2 separate regions of the Mus musculus genome follow, and region 2 is linked to region 1. A link is a contact called in public Hi-C data. All regions are on one chromosome and are shown on one strand. Each heading gives the region's core, a stretch centred on a gene start, on an enhancer-like site or on the middle of the called end of the contact. The rest is flanking DNA. Distances are from core to core; before and after follow the strand shown.

The links. A called contact is a pair of places that touch in the nucleus more often than the background predicts.
Region 2: a contact with region 1 is called in a Hi-C map of cerebellar granule neurons, with 2.7 times the contacts expected there. The contact joins the promoter of Unc13c here to the enhancer-like site in region 1. A contact is called at or near these places in 2 of 39 promoter capture datasets (liver and macrophages), 1 of 15 datasets of contacts at CTCF or cohesin (the NIH/3T3 cell line), 5 of 484 Hi-C or Micro-C datasets (the HL-1 cell line, brain, cerebellar granule neurons and 1 more), 2 of 115 datasets of contacts at active chromatin or transcription factors (embryonic fibroblasts and pancreatic cancer cells) and 3 of 9 other capture datasets (adipose tissue, liver and pancreatic islet).

What each region holds. Positions count from the first base shown.
Region 1 is chr9:73,933,222-73,937,320 of GRCm38.p6, reverse strand. Unc13c (unc-13 homolog C) reads left to right here. Exons shown (of 33, transcript NM_001081153.2): 2 at 3,512-4,099. The coding sequence starts at 3,754. Among named protein-coding and RNA genes, the nearest start is that of Unc13c, 34 kb to the left of the region's middle. Within about 2 kb of position 2,255, at least 10 of the 459 cell types and tissues checked have an H3K27ac peak or open chromatin away from gene starts, as enhancers often do. A contact at or near this core is called in cerebellar granule neurons and cerebellum, where this site is marked.
Region 2 is chr9:73,967,418-73,971,635 of GRCm38.p6, reverse strand. Unc13c (unc-13 homolog C) reads left to right here and starts at 2,599. Exons shown (of 33, transcript NM_001081153.2): 1 at 2,599-3,142.

The sequences.
Region 1 (4,099 bases), core at 1,006-3,505:
TCTCCATCTATGGTAATTGAGAGTTTGGCTGGGTATAGTAGCCTGGGCTGGAATTTGTGTTCTCTTAGTGTCTGTATAACATCTGTCCAGGCTCTTCTGGCTTTCATAGTCTCTGGTGAAAAATCTGGTGTAATTCTGATAGTCTTGCCTTTGTATGTTACTTGACCTTTTTCCCTTACTGCTTTTAGTATTCTATCTTTATTTAGTGCATTTGTTGTTCTGATTATTATGTGTCGGGAGGAATTTCTTTTCTGGTCCAGTCTATTTGGAGTTCTGTAGGTTTCTTATATGTTTATAGGTATCTCTTTCTTTATATTTGGGAAGTTTTCTTCAATAATTTTGTTGAAGATGTTTGCTGGTCCTTTGAGTTGAAAATCTTCATTCTCATCCACTCCTATTATCCGTAGGTTTGGTCTTCTCATTGTGTCCTGGATTTCCTGGATATTTTGAGTTAGGATCTTTTTGCATTTTCCATTTTCTTTGATTGTTGTGCCGATGTTCTCTATGGAATCTTCTGCACCTGAGATTCTCTCTTCCATCTCTTGTATTCTGTTGCTGATGCTCAAATCTATGGTTCCAGATTTCTTTCCTAGGGTTTCTATCTCCAGTGTTGCCTCACTTTGAGTTTTCTTTATTGTGTCTACTTCCCTTTTTACGTCTAGTATGGTTTTGTTCATTTCCATCACCTGTTTGAATGTTTTTTCCTCTTTTTCTGTAAGGACTTCTACCTGTTTGATTGTGTTTTCCTGTTTTTCTTTAAGGACTTGTAACTCTTTAGCAGTGTTCTCCTGTATTTCTTTAAGTGATTTATTAAAGTCCTTCTTGATGTCCTCTACCATCATCATGAGATATGCTTTTAAATCTAGGTCTAGGTTCTCGGGTGTGTTGGGGTGCCCCGGACTGGGCGAAGTGGGAGTGCTGGGTTCTGATGATGGTGAGTGGTCTTGGTTCCTGTTAGTAGGATTCCTATGTTTACCTTTCGCCATCTGGTAATCTCTGGAGTTAGTAGTTGTAGTTGACTCTGTTTAGAGATTGTTCTTCTGGTGATTCTGTTACCGTCTCTCAGCAGACCTGGGAGACAGATTCTCTCCTCTGAGTTTCAGTGCTCAGAGCACTCTCTGCTGGCAAGCTCTCTTACAGGGAAGGTGCGCAGATATCTTGTTTTTGGACCTCCTCCTGGTCGAAGAAGAAGGCCCAAAACAGGGCCTCTCTCAGAAGCTGTGTTGCTTTGGCAGTTCCCAGAAGCTGTCAGCTTCTGTGGTGCAGACTCTCACCTGTGCAGACTAAATTCCTAAGTTCCAGGGAGTCCTGGAACCAAGATGGCGACCACTGCTGCTGAGGCTGAGGCCGCCTCCCAAGCCAGGCGGACACCTGTCCTCTGGTCCGGACGGTGGCCGGCTGTCTGTGGCCCGCCAAGGGTGCTGCCTCAGCGGCTCTGTGCTTCTGCCCGTCCCAGAAGCTGTCCGGTTCTCTGGCGCACCCTCTAACCTGTTCAGACTAATTTCCTAAGTTCTGCTGAGTCCTGGAACCAAGATGGCGACCGCTGCTGCTGAGGCTGAGGCTGCCTCCCAAGCCAGGTGGACACCTGTCCTCTGGTCCGGACGGTGGCCGGCTGTCTGCGGCCCGCCAAGGGTGCTGCCTCAGCGGCTCTGTGCTTCTGCCCGTCCCAGAAGCTGTCCGGTTCTCTGGCGCACCCTCTAACCTGTTCAGACTAATTTCCTAGGTCCCGCGGAGTCCGGGAACCCAGATGGCAACCGCTGCTGCTCTGTGCTTCTTCTAAGTATTCTCACCTACAGCGACAGTTCTGAATCACAATGAAAGTCAAATAGTGCAGGTGTGAGAACATCAGACACAGTCACAGAATTACTGCCTTTATGTCAGCAAAGCACAGACATCCGTGTGTGGGCTTGGTAAACTTAGTATTTTAGATTGAAGAAATTGGGAGAACACTTCATTCTTCCAAAACTCATTGAAAAATGATTCATGGGTCCCAATCTAGCTTAACTTTCCTACGTATTTTCTTTATAAGGAGAGATCACAGACACACATAATAAAGTTTTTGAACACATTTAATTTAGGAGTCAACTTCTCAGCACCATTTATTGGTAGAAAATAAGTCCTCGCTTGTAATTGTGAATGAGTCAGAAATCATCCCACAGAAGAGCACCTGCAGCTCTCAAGGTGGGATTCCTCTAAGGCTTGGGCACTGTGAGTCTCTCCTCTCTGCATCTGCTCTCCTGCCTTTCTCATTCACATACCCCTTCCCTTGAGAAGCTTGGCTTTCTGCCACAGCCTGTACTCCCAAGTCCCCGCGGTGCCTGACTGAAGTGAAGCTGGAGGTTTTCCAAGTGGAGGGAGGCAGACTCCACAAAAACTACATGAAGATTATGATGCATCCTTTAGTGAATTACGCTAGGCTGTTTATCTACCCAAATGCATTCTTCAAAAAGGAGCAAAGAATTTGGTGTTATTGTTATTCTGGGATATATTTCAATGATAAAATACTCCACAAATCTTTTGAGAGTCTGTCATATAGAAGACAGCGTGCCATGCAGTCAGTGGCTTTGAAAGGGAACTTTTCCTTCCTGTTGTCTGAGAAAGAGTCTGTCATTAAGGTGTCATGGTTGTCTGTCAATCACACTTCAAAAACATATCGCAGGAAGAGATCTGGCCCATCCCTTATTGATCATCTGTATGCTTGTTTCCTCTGTGGTACAATTTTATTTGGTCACTTGAAACTCCAGTTCTGATGATGTTCCTAGTAAACCTGAAGGAGGAATTTTCAGCCACGTTGCCAGGAGGTTGTACCAGTGGTTTAAGCTGGCAATGCTCTTTCAAGCCTTGGACATTTATGTTTTGCTTTTAGTGTCTCTAGTTTTAATGTAGCTGTACTATTCCCTTTATTGTCTCCACTGCTCAATTGACTATAATCTTAAAATATGATTTAACTCATGATTGACCACTGTCATATTGGATGTCTACATTGATCTCTTAGTGATTATTCATCATTGGAAATAGTTACTAATTTTGATTATTTTAATCTTTGTTTAAGGATGCTGAATTATTGAATTCCTGCAAGAGCAAAAAGTTATTTCTAGTGTAATAAGTCTTGACTGCATGGAAAAAGTCTTAACAAACATGGATCCTATAAATATGGTAAATTTGGGAAGCCTAGGATAGGTAGAATATACTTATATCCTTATATTTCTGTTAGTAAATGTGAGTTTAGAAAAAGATAGAGTAGAGATGGCAACATGACCACATTCAAATGATCATTTCATTAACTTTTCAAAGTAATCCTAATAAAACCTTCTGTCAGCATTTCAACTGAAATACATAATTTAGAAAAGAGTATCATACAATAAATGTATTTTGATTTAAACTCTGAGAACTGCATTCCCTTTTAGGCACTTTTGCGCACATCATATCACAAATACCTTGGGAAATGTAAGAAATGGGAAGAATGTGGACTTGAATTCTGGTACTCATTATAGCATTCCTTCTTTTTCAGATACATCATGAAGTTACATGGACATGAAAGCGCTGTAAAACTTCCCTTCCAGAAAGGTGGAGGAGCTAAGCTGGTGGAGTCCACAGACCCTTGACCTTCCACAGGAGCGCCATCCACTTTCCTGCCCCTTCTGGTGATTGATGGCACCAGAGAACAGTGATGCTGGCCTTGGGTTTACAGACTACCATCCCAGTGCCTTGTTCACTTCCTTGGATTAGAGAAACTCCCACTCATTGCTCTCCATGGTGGCCAGTCTCTTTAAGAGCTTGATTTTAGCTTATATACATAAGCTTTGCAAAGGAATGTTTACAAAGAAATTGGGAAATACAACCAAAAAGAAAGAGAATCGTCAGCAGAAAAAAGATCAAGATTTTCCAACTGCTGGCCACACCAAACCCCCTAAATTGTCAAATGCCCTGAAAAGCACTGTAAAAAAGATTGCAAAGTGCTCATCTACCCGGAACTTCTCCATAGAAGACGAAGAGGGTCACAAAGACTTCTCCCTGTCACCCACATTCAGTTACCGAGTTGCTATCGCCAATGGCCTGCAAACAGCCGTGACCAACAGCGATGAGGATCTGCTCCAGG
Region 2 (4,218 bases), core at 1,350-3,849, 34 kb before region 1:
CGATGCAGACCACTAAAGACAAGGAGCTCCCCCACTCTTTGCATATATGCTGTAGTTTGTTTCCAACCCGTGTCCTCCAAATACATGACTTTTCCACGTGTAGAGCTCAGAACCATTTCTATTTTGATCTAGGACCAGCATCATGATCCTTAATCAGGGTTTATGCACCAGGTTTGCTGCAGCTCCCAATCCTACTTCCTCCCACGCCCTAAAACTGATAGTTACCACTCTGGTTCTGCATCCTGTCAGGGTCAAGTTGCAGTGTAGTTATTTCTCAGAGCTCTTCACAGCACCTGCATGCACACTCTGTCGTAGACCACACGCAGTCAGCATCATCTTCTACTTCCTTCTGCAGGTTTAAACACTGAGCAGCATCATGTCACAACTGGCTGAGGACAGGCATCCTTTGCATTATTCTGGGTGCTGAGTGCTCTTGGCTCGGTGTAACTGCAGCACTTTGGTTTGGTTCTTGTACACAAAGGAAAAGTCATAAGGACAGTTTCCTCCTTCGTGCTGAAGGACATCCTTCGAAACAATGCCTCGTCAAGCTTGGATGAGTAGACATTAAAAAGTCAGGTTTTGCCCTGTCATGCACTGTTAGAGCTCACCAGTTTTCCCTTGTTGCTCTCAAGCGCTTACAGCCGAGGGCAGCAGAGCTTTGTCCTGTGGCCTCTCTGGTGAGTTCCGATGGCGGAGAATACAATGCCCCAGTGTTTGCCCCTTATGCGGTTCATTAGACCTTGAGCAGCTGCTTGTGTCCATTAACAGGCTCTTAAGCAGCAGGTTGGGGAAGCTGTGCCGCTATGAAGCTAACCGTGAGGCTGAGGAGCTAGGAATAGAGAGGGCCACCTGCCAAGATCTGGCATAAATACTGTGTCAAATTGGGGAATATTTGTTTTCAAATCACATAATGTTATTGACTGGTTGTTATAGTTGGTAGGAAGAATACGTATGATGTGTATCTGTGTGTATGTTTACGTGTGTTTGTGTATGTGTGGCTGTGAGTGGGTGTCTGTATCTGTTCGTATGTCAGAGGACAACCTTGGGGGTCATTCCTCAGATGATTTCTGCATTTTGTTTGAGGTAGGGTTTCTCAGTGGTCTGGAACTCCACCAAGTAGATTAGGCCCACTGGCCAGTGAGCTCCAGGTATTCTTCTGTCTCTCCACCTTCTAGCTTGTCATTGATGGGATTAGAAGACTAAACCACCTGTGCAGGCCTTCTGCATGGACTCTAGGCATCTGTGTTCAGGGCCTTAAACTTGCACAGCAACCAACCGTTTTACTGACTGCCATGTCCTCAGCCCTGGAATGGGCCTTTTTATACAAGTTGTATCCAAAACTGTTTAAATGGGCTTCACTGGGTGTGTTCACTGCTGCTGCTGCATCTCACATGTTGATGGGAGTGTCATCTCTAAAATTGACATTCCTATTCCTATCCTTACATGGGCTGAAATAATGGCTTATAAGTCAGATGCACACTTTGTGCATCTGATTCTATCTTAGCCACTAGTTGATAGGATTTCCTGATTGGGAAAATACCATTCAATTATCGCTCGTGTGTGTGTGTGTGTGTGTGTGTGTGTGTGTGTGTGTGCGCGCGCGTGCACCATCCATTCTTGGTATAAAGATGCCAGGGGTGTAAACTTGTATCCCCGTGCTTATATGGTCAATGCTTTATATATATATGGGGAGGGGCTGAACCATATCTCCAGCCCCCATCCTCTCATTTTCTACAAAGCAAAGGAAATAAAATAAGTAAGCCAGAACACCAGATGCAGCTTAAAGCCTACAAATTATTCCCAGACTTGAGCTTCTTTAAGGCTCTATTTTAAGATGCAGTACGTTTTATATTTGTTTCAACAGGAGGGTTAGAGGATTAAAAAATGCTTAATTGATGGAAAGTAGGAGTGGTTACTCCCCCCACCTCCTCTACTCAGCTAAGCTAAAAGGAAAAGCAAGCCCCATTCAATTCTCAGCCAGATCTGGAAGACATTATTGCAGGAGAAAGAAAATCCTTTGAGCATTCATGTTTCTCTATTGCCTACTTTGATAAGTGTATGTGTGTCTAATCCTAATTATTGAGGGATCAACCTTCATATTTACAACTGCTTACAAAAAAAACCCAACAACAACAACCCAACAATAACAACAAAAAACAACCCTGCTGGGAGAGAAGGCCAAGGTATTGCCTCCCTCTTTAAAAAAAAAGGGTTCTGTTAAGGGTATCTTGCCAGACTAGACAGTGGACTTTGTGTGATTCCAAACACAGTCAATAGCATGTGAAATAATAATTATTATTAAATACCATGATTAATTTAATAATTATCTGTTTTACTAATGCAAGTAGCAAAATTGGCCCTATGGTGGTCACCTATGATCCCCACGGCCCCCGCCCCCACCCCTATATCCCCACCTCCCCTACCCAGGGATGAAGGCAACACCTGGCATCCACATCCATTCATTTCCCCAGCAGGAAGCCGTGACCCTGCTAGTGAGGTGTGCTTAAGTCGTGATGACCACACCTGGCAGCAGAGCATCTCTTAGGGATCCGGGCTGAGGAGCCTTCTCTTAGAGTGGCTCTATGCAGCTGGCGCAGCAGAGGGAGCCTGGACTCCAAGGGAGGAGGCTAGGAGCTCAGGTCTCTGCTGCAATCGGAGGATCCCGGGCTGCAGCCGCTGTGTGAAGTTCCCAGCACACACTCCTCGGCTGCTGCTCTGCACTGTCAATTGTGGGTGAGCCAGGACAACAACAAGGAGAGGGATCCCATTTTGCCTTCTTAGAGAAAGGGCTGAGAAATGAGCCGCCCAAGGAATCTGGCAAGGAGAGGAGTGAAAGGCAGATTCCTGCCAGCAGCTAAGTTGTAAAATTGCTTTGGAGGCTACCCAGGGAGCGCGATAGAATTGATAAGAGCAGCGCGCAAGCCGGGTTCCTGAGCAAAGGCATGCCCGGCTGCACTTGAGTCTGGGCGGGCGCAGGAACGCTGCCTGCGCCTCCTGCAACTATCTGTGGCTGGAATAAAGGAAAAGAGCCTAGGAACACAATTGCAAGGGGGATTCCTGGACGGAAAATACATCTACCCTCAAAGGAGGGGAACAACAACCCAGCTGGCCTGTGTGCGTTTTTAGAAGGAGAATCCCTCAGGTATGTTTTCTTTACCTCGCTGAGCTGCTTCATCTGCATGAATCTTAGCCTCTGTCTGTTTCCCACCCCAATGGTTCTTTCTCTCCGCACTTTTGAATCACAGTGCGGTTCTATCCATATAGGGGATACCCCTGTAAAAGCTTGCTTTTCTAGGCTCATAATCAATTATGATTTATTGGAAATCATGGTTTTGAATGCAGCATGATAACTGTTTGCTTAGTTTGCAGTCAACTTTCAGGGGAATTACTGCATAGGAGCAAACAAGGTTGGGCTAAGAGTCGGGGGTTCTCTTCAGTCCCTTAAGGTTTGGGAATGGGTGAAAATGAAAGTCAAAGAGATTTAAAAGTTGGGCGCTTCTAGGAAAGGGTTAAAAGCCAAGCCTGGTGTTGGTGTCACCTAAAGGTGTGCAGCTGAGCCTCAGGTCTGGGGTCAGCTGAGCTTTGGGATGGTTCTGCCTATCCAGAGCTGGACCAGTCCCTTGGGTGATGATCATAAAGATTTACTATTAAGAAGTGAGGTTGCTTGGCTCTGTTTTACAACTGTTCCATGACACAGAAGGAGGCAGTCTTTAAAAAAAAAAAATCCCAACCAAGACCCAGCTACATGAGTAGAACGAACTTCTGCAATTACGTCATCAGCATACTTGTATAATAAAGAGAAAGACCCAGCAAGAGTCATACCTGGGTGAAGTGACAAAGCCGAATTTCATCTTTCCCGTGAGGGCTTTAGAGAACAACATGAAAGAGGTGGGTGGAGAATGTGCAGAACTGTGAGTTTTTAAAAAGCTTCCGTGCTTTGGAGTTCATAAATGAAATGTCCCTAAGGAAAGAATTTTGCCATTTTTGACTCGTCGATACTTTCTTGTGTATATAAAATAGTTTCTAGATCTTCTGCATGTCTATGTGACAGGGTTTTTTTTTTTTTCTAAAGCTTTAGGACATTGACTTTTAATTCCTGTTCTACTTTTTAAAATGATATATTAGCTGCTATAGATTAGAACTAATAGGATTTAAATCAGTTATGCACCTTTGGCCATGCAGAAGATCATCACTCTGTTTTTGTAAAACTTAGCTTTT